Regions from separate parts of the Mus musculus genome. Here region 1 is linked to region 2. Evidence: chromatin contacts called from public HiChIP or PLAC-seq data. All regions are on one chromosome and are shown on one strand. The core of a region is the stretch at or near the end of the contact, and the rest is flanking DNA. Distances in the headings are between cores, read along the strand shown. Region 1 has its middle 34 kb from the start of Smpdl3a. Region 2 holds the start of Fabp7 (fatty acid binding protein 7, brain).

Region 1 (4,026 bases), core at 853-3,352, 44 kb after region 2:
TCTCCCAGGAAATATTTTTTCAATTGTATCATTGAAGGCTTTCCCTACTGCTTAAGAGCCAATGCTCTACCAATAGAACACCATGTCTCAAGCCAAGAATGCTAATTAACCAAGAGTAATGGTTTCCTGTAGAACCCACATTTGCTTGGATTGGTTAGCATTCTTTCCCCATCATTTCACTTGGGAAATTTCCATTGCAATAAGGCTACTCTGAGATTTGATCTCTTTCTTTTGTTTCAATGTCTGAGACCTAAAAATTTCTACTATGTGCAGTTGTTTTGGGGTTCATCTTGCCTGAATATATAACTTTTCTTATAAGGACCTTAGAGTCTTACAAGTATTTCTCGACCAGAAATGCTGCTCAGTTATTTCCTAGGAATATGTCCTGTAGACAAATACCAACACTCAGGTTATATACAGGGGTCTCTGTAGCCTCCACAGCAGCAGGGTGATAGTCCATGGGAGGCAAGAAGGCAGATGGGGTAAAAGTAGTGAGTGTTGGTTCTAATTCTGGAGTCAGACTCCAAGTAGTTTATTTTAGGGATATCTTTAAGTATTGGAGAAAACTTTCTGGTGATAATTAATTAAATCCAGCGTGCACCGTAAAGCATACATAGATCTTTTCAAGGATCAAAGTAGCCTAAATAAAGATTGGACCTGACTACATCTGAACTCTTTGTAAAGCACATGTAACACCCACCATAAATGTGAGTTCTATGCATTGACTGAGAAAAACAGGCTTATGCTTTGGGTCAAGAGGTGGAGTGTTCCACTATATAGATAGTCCAGAGTTCACTAGACTACAATGCATGCCTACCAACAGCTTTCTGGAAAACAAAAACAAAAACAAAAACAGGTTACACATTTGTTCACTTAAAGGAGCAATTCTGTGTGCTAACATTCAATAATTACCTGAAATAAGTTTCATCAAACTAAAACTATTGAGAGAAAAATCTATATTTGTTTTGGAGATAGAATTTCATAATGTATTCTAGGATTGTCTTAATGTCACAATTCCCCTGCCTTGGTTTTCTAAGTTTTCTGAGTTTATAGGTATGGATCACCTGGCCAGGGACTGGGAAGTCATTTTCAAAGAGACAGTGTATAACATTAGCTCTAAGTATCTCTACAGATTACAAATGACTTGAAAAAAAGTAAAAATTTTAACACTGTAGCAGAGAAACCTCCTTATGTGAGGATTCATAGTAAATGCTGTTATCAGTGGTGCCAGCCCAGGACTCCTTATGTGATGGACAAAGGATGCACTTTGCCTGTCTAAAACACACACCACAAACACAGCCAAGGACACAACTCACACTCACATTGAGGAACACTTTACAATTGGCCTGCAGTCTTCAAAGAGGCCAATGTCAGGATAGAAAAAGACACAAGAAAGTGCAAATTGATTGAGAAAGGAAACTTACTTGCAAATGCAATCCCAGCAGGAAATAATTTCCATAGAGAATATTTTTGAGATGACTGATATATTTTTTACATTATTATTTATTTATCATTTAATGTGTATGCATGTGCAAGTGTGTATGCATGTCTGTGGAAGCCAGAGGTCTTATCCTCAATTGATTCTCTACCTTATTTTCTGAGACAGAATCTCTCATGGGCACTGGAGTTCATCACCTAGGATAGACTGACTGGCCAGCAAGTTGTAGGAATCCTTCTGCTTCCACTTTCCCTGTCTCCTTAAGACTCTGATGCACATACATATAAGTTCAACCATATATCACAAACACATGCACCCATATATGCAGCCACACACACATGTACACGCAAACTAAAAAATTATACAAAATAAAAGAGGACAAAAGTTAGTAAATTTTTCAATGGTTGTTTTATTCTCTTGTCTGTGGCTTGGTCATTTTCTTTACATTTCTTTCCTATGACCATCGTTCTTTGAAATGCTCTCATTTTTGCTTTCAGCGAATGGAGATATTCCATAGATGCTTTATATGACTGGTGAAATTTCACATAGAACACAACTGGATGTGGGTTCTTGACAGTTCTTTTCCCCTCTTGCTACCCTCTCTATTGGAGCAAGTCCTGAGTTTCACACAGCGTCAAGCCCTCTGCCTTTGTGCAGTCTCTATTCTTATTGTGAGATTTTTGCATTGCTTGCAGCAAGGCTGCCTGAACCATGGAAACCTCTTGTATGTAACCCAGTGAAAAACGGAAATGAGGCAGATCGTTCTTTCTAAAGGCTTGTAGTGAGGTCATCTGCTTTCTTTACTAGCCATCTTGGAGTTGAAGAGAATTAGCTGCTGTAAGGGCAGTGCAGACAATGTCGGTTCTCCCAGAGGTCAAGTTCAAGATCTGCAGGAATCACTCCGCTCACTTCCCCACAGCCCTTCCTTTTTTCTCTGAGCCTTTACAATGGAATACCACACATAGCAAGTCCCCTTTCCCCTTTCAACATCTCTCAAATGCATTTCGGTTCCTGACTTGAAATGATCTAGAAGAAAAGGTGCCGACCCCAACATTTTAATTCAGTGATGAGTACTTAGAATTAGGATGACTTCGAACTATACTTTCCTTACAGCTTCCCTTTCCCTCCTCTTACTCCTTCTTTCAATTTGTTGACATGGGTCTCATGTATCCCACACTGCCCTCCAATGGAGGATGACCTTTTTGATCCTCCTGTTTCTACCACTTGAAGGCAGGAACTACATTGTACTCAGTTTACAAACGATTATGGATCTATTCTAAGGTATCATGTGCAGGAGGTACAGGCTCCCTGTGTTTGCAGATAAGCACGAGGTGAAACAGGAAGGCTAAACACACAGGGTTATCCCCTCAAAGGGAGAGGTGTATAATCTGTTCTCTGCCTAGAAAGCCAGGAGTGGACATCTGTTCTAATCTGGTGACCTTTACACTGTCTGTGTGGCCCAAACCAAAGTGCATTCTTCTCCAGACCCTTATTGTGACCTTAGCAATACATAGAATTCATCCTTATCACATGTACTTTACAAAGATGTTTGTCATAGTCATAATCTTTATTGTACATACAGAATTGAGTTGATTACCACCAGGAAAATGTTCACCAAATTGTGCTGTGCTTAAGGATGCCTGAAATAAATTAGTTGGGCATCCGACTCTTGAAGTTTGATCCATTTCTGGCTACTTAATCGTCTTGAACCAAATGATCTTCTTGGACCATGACTCTGCGGGCTGTGGTTGTCATAGAAACTGCCACATTCATGCATGCTAGTTGAGCACTCTACCAGCCAAGCCACATCTTACTTTTGAAGCCTGGAGGAGAAAGAACTATAAGGCTTTCTTTGACTATGAGGTGGTTATTTTGCATGCCATCTTAGGCAAAATTAGTCCCAGACAGTGTTTTCAACATTCTCCACAGTTCCAAGCCTGTTTAAAGCTGGGAGAGTGTAATAAAATAGAGCATCCACCCAGCACTGCTATAGACAGTGTTTATATAACAAGAGTGACTCGGGATTCTCAACTTCTCCTAGTGTTTTTTGCTCCCATGAAGTCATTATGATCAAAAAATACACTCTCCTTACCAACAGGGGATGATGATGATGATGATGATGATGATGACGACGACGATGATGATGATGGTGGTGATGATGATGGTGGTGGTGGTGATGGTGATGATGATGAAGATGATGAAGATGATTGCACTGTTTTTGATTGCAGAACTTTAAAGCAGACTTAATCAGGCCTAGTGTGCCTTTTGTTTTCTCTTTCTATCACAGCTACTGTATGTATGTTTCCCTTTGGCTGTATTTCTTTTTGTAATATCCTGAATTTATAACTATATACTGGATTTCCACTACAATATTTAGGGAAAGAAAGGCCCAGATGTCAGGCTTTGTTAAAAATGAAGGAGTTCTTTGAGGTGGGGGAAAATCACTTGAAATTCTCCCTCATGAAGTTTGTAGCAAAAGTTTATGAGCTGGAGCTGTCCTCGGTGTTCCTGCACCTATACAACATGAAGGCAGATCTGGCTTCTGACTCCAGAGACAACAACGCTGAACAAGAATCCAGTTCTTTTGT
Region 2 (3,781 bases), core at 331-2,830:
AGTAGTGAGGGGAATGCAAATTTGTGTTTGAAAGGTTGCTGGTTTCCAAGAGATCCTTTGAGAACAGTGTGGTAGCTGCTGCTAAAGAATCAGGCAAAGCCAGAAGTTGCTCACATTTAGGAGGCTTGTGTGCTGGGGGTTGGGAGGATGACTGCTAAATACTGGGGAAGCAAAATGAGCTAAGTCTTTACAGCAACTGTCATTTGTGAGAGTAAACCATTAGAAACGGACGGCAGGTTTGTGGTAGATTCCACAAGGTGGTGGAACTAGTCGCATATGTAGTTCAGACTTGAAGGCACACACGTATGGGGACAGTTCTGGTGTTTACGATAAACAGGTATGCTGCCATCCAGCTAGCACAGCACTAGGCTAAAGCGTACTGAGCCCTTGTCTTCCGTGGGAGCTGCAGAGTGGGATGCATGCGTTGTGAGCTGAGGCTCAAGCTGCGCTGGCAGAAGAGCAGGGGTTGCCTTGTCAGACTCCAGGGTCTCTTTCTCTCTGAGCCTGGGAAAGTGCCACTTTATTGGATCTATAAAGCCGGGGGGGGGGGGGGGGGAGGAATCTCAAGGTGAAGAGGAAGTTCACAGACCCCTCTAACGCCTCTATTAGAACCTTCCAGCTATTCTCTCATACTTGTACACTGAGCTGGCACACAGTATAGGCAAGTTCTATTCGCATCACCCCTCTAGTTCCTGTCTCCCTGGTTATGCAAGCCTCATATTTAGGTAGATGTGACCTTAGGAAACCAAAATATCCTTTAAGATCTTACTAACTGGTTGCCTGTTCAGCTTTTCCACATTGATCCTGTAGCCCCCTCGAGGAGGTGAAGGAAAAAAATCTCCTCTTTGTTTCTCTAACTCATTAATGAATTTTAAGGGCACTCTGTAAGGTTCCTTTCCCATTCTGGTCTGGTTCGTACATTCTGAGAAACACACTGTGTTTGTGTTGAGAGTTGGCTCCCTAGCTACACTGTCTGTCACATTGATGCTCTGAGTAGGGACAGGGTTCATCTAGGAAATATATTTTCACTCACACTCTGTATCTTTTCCTAGTTTGGCATATTCTAGTCTGCATTTGGCTCTCTGTTTAAATATAAAAGAAAACTAAAACACACCCTTCAGACGCCTATGTCTGAAAAATCTGGCATTTCCGTGGGTTTTTCTTTAAGGAGGCCTTCATTTGTAACCAACACCATGCTCTCCTTAAGGAAATCAATCTCAATGCCCTATTATCCTTCCCTTTTCTTTCCTCCCAGTTTGAGGCTGCAGTTGCCTTTTTTTTTCTTATCCCCTGCTGAACCTGAAAAACCCTCTCTTTTCTACAGTTTTCTGTTCCCAGGCCCCGCTGACTTCCTTTAGAGCATGGGGGGGGGGGGGATCAGGATTGTGATGTGTGAACTGGGAGGATCTTGACCTACTCCGCTAACCCAGTGGCCTGAGCAAATCACAAGGAGGATTGGAGCCATCTGCCCAGCCCCTCCCCCACGGCAGCCTGCTGGAAAGAGACAAGTTAGTCATTCAAATGATTGGCTTTTTGCCCGCTTCTTCTCTAAATAAGAAGGCAGCAGCTTCTGCTGAGGTGCAAAGGGTTTTTGTGAATTACGGTGGTGGGTAAGACCCGAGTTCCTCCAGTTCCTGCCTATTTTCAGCTGACTAGGCGGTTAAGGATGGTAGATGCTTTCTGCGCAACCTGGAAGCTGACAGACAGTCAGAATTTTGATGAGTACATGAAAGCTCTGGGTAGGTAAAAATAAGACGTACTGTTTTCTTCTTAACTCTGTATTTTGATCCTTAGAAACCCCCGATTTTACTTACCAGGTTTCTGAAAGACAGGCTGAGCACATTGTGTCAATTATACTAAGACTGTGCATAGCCCACTCAAATAATTCTTACTGTGGTATTTTCCTGCCTTCTTGCGAAGAATCAAATAAAGGGACCATTTGATATCCTGTGGATAATGTGAAGCTTCTGTAACTTTTGGAGAAGGGAGTGAGAAGGTCCTTATTTGTGCTTACCTTGTCCATGGCTAGTGGAGTAACCATTAATCAGGTTTGGACGAAATCTACACTTTAGAATCCAATTCTGGATTCTTAGAGTGACAAGCAGATTTCTGAACTATTTTGGAAGTTGCTGTTAACTGCGCTGGCTCCCTTTGCTGTTTCAGGCGTGGGCTTTGCCACTAGGCAAGTGGGAAACGTGACCAAACCAACTGTGATTATCAGTCAGGAAGGTGGCAAAGTGGTGATCCGGACACAATGCACATTCAAGAACACAGAGATCAATTTCCAGCTGGGAGAAGAGTTTGAAGAAACCAGCATAGATGACAGAAACTGTAAGGTAAGAGGCAGCTTTATCCGGTGAGGATGGGACAGAGGATTCCCAATCTCTCCACAGACATGGAGAAGGGGAACAAGCTTTCAGAATCCCCCTTCAGGAAGAAGGAGCCAGAGCTAACATTCTAGGGTTTACTGGTTGTATCCCAGACACTGAGTAATTTCCAGAGCCAAACTTGCAGGCTATTTATCCTTTTTCACATTTTATAGCAACTTTTACCCAGAGAGTATTGAACCATGTTTATTTGAAAGAAAGACCACACCTTGTTCCTTCTCTCTGATCATCTCAGCTTGACCAATTAGTCCGTCGCACAGCAAAGCTTTGCTTAAGCAAGAAGAGTGACTAGTTCTGTATTTTTATTTCTGATCTATGCTGGTTTTTTGCAACTGGCTGTATACATGGCAGCTGAATCATAAATGGCCACATTTTAGAAAACAGAGATTCTTGAAAGTAACAGAGGATGAAGTGCTGCTGGAATAATTATGAGTGATGTACTCAGTTATGGCCCTCTCTGATAATGCTGTCGTTTGACTTCTGTGAAAAGTGGACTTCTGCCTGTTAACCCCCTTTGATTGGTTGTTGCTCTCAGTCTGTGGTTCGGTTGGATGGAGACAAGCTCATTCATGTGCAGAAGTGGGATGGCAAAGAAACAAATTGTACCAGAGAAATTAAGGATGGCAAGATGGTCGTGGTAAGTCCTAAGGAGTCTGCCTTTTCTGTCCCTGCTTCCCTTCTAAGCATCATTCTTTTGCACTCCCCTCTGGACTCTTCTTCCTTAGCCCCCACTTTTGCTCTCCCCCAACCCCTTATTTTCATCTCAGTTTCTCCTGCCGTTCAAAGTCCCTTAATATGTAAAACAGGAGGAAGGAAAAACTCAGAACTAGTTGTTGCCTCAGGTTGGCACCTGTAGAGTTTTAAAATTATACATCAATTTACCCCAAAAGTGTGTGTCAAGAACCGTGGTCATGGGATTGCTGTGAATGTCCAGCCTTCAACTGGAACTTAAATGTAAGCTACTCATTAGGAAAATATTTGAAGATAACTCATAGGAAAACATAAAGTAACGAAATATCAGAGTAGTTACCTATTAGAGACTGTAATTAAGGCATTTTAAACATTTTAAATTTTAGTTTATAAGAGCTCAGTGCAAATAATTTTAACAAAAGGTGAAGCTTTAATTTTTACTAGATCTGTTTGATGTTACTCCCTTACAGTTGTTTTCATATTTAATGAATCAGCTAAGTTTTCAAGATATGTCCAGTGACAGCTAGGCATATAAATATCCTAAGATAGAAAATAATTTTATAAATAATTTCCCTCATGATAGAAGTTAGGCCTTGATCTAGACCTGTAGAGACAATTTTAAAAATAGAAATATTTAGATGATAGTGATATGGGTAAGTTTGATTATTACTCTTGAGGATGTCTGGGGTTCCCTTACAAACTCC

The links. HiChIP or PLAC-seq counts read pairs in DNA pulled down with a chosen protein or histone mark.
Region 1: an H3K4me3 HiChIP or PLAC-seq map of neural progenitor cells shows a contact between it and region 2, with 5 times the contacts expected there. The contact joins the enhancer-like site here to the promoter of Fabp7 in region 2. A contact is called at or near these places in 1 of 39 promoter capture datasets (neural stem cells), 14 of 484 Hi-C or Micro-C datasets (CD8 T cells, LSK cells, Sertoli cells and 11 more), 14 of 115 datasets of contacts at active chromatin or transcription factors (astrocytes, bone marrow-derived macrophages, differentiating embryonic stem cells and 9 more) and 2 of 9 other capture datasets (adipose tissue and liver).

The regions. Positions count from the first base shown.
Region 1 is chr10:57,826,644-57,830,669 of GRCm38.p6, forward strand. No RefSeq gene overlaps it. Among named protein-coding and RNA genes, the nearest start is that of Smpdl3a, 34 kb to the left of the region's middle. Within about 2 kb of position 2,103, at least 27 of the 459 cell types and tissues checked have an H3K27ac peak or open chromatin away from gene starts, as enhancers often do. A contact at or near this core is called in astrocytes, brain, neural progenitor cells and 5 more, where this site is marked.
Region 2 is chr10:57,783,343-57,787,123 of GRCm38.p6, forward strand. It overlaps Fabp7 (fatty acid binding protein 7, brain), which reads left to right and starts at 1,581. Exons shown (of 4, transcript NM_021272.3): 1 at 1,581-1,739; 2 at 2,164-2,336; 3 at 2,923-3,024. The coding sequence starts at 1,667.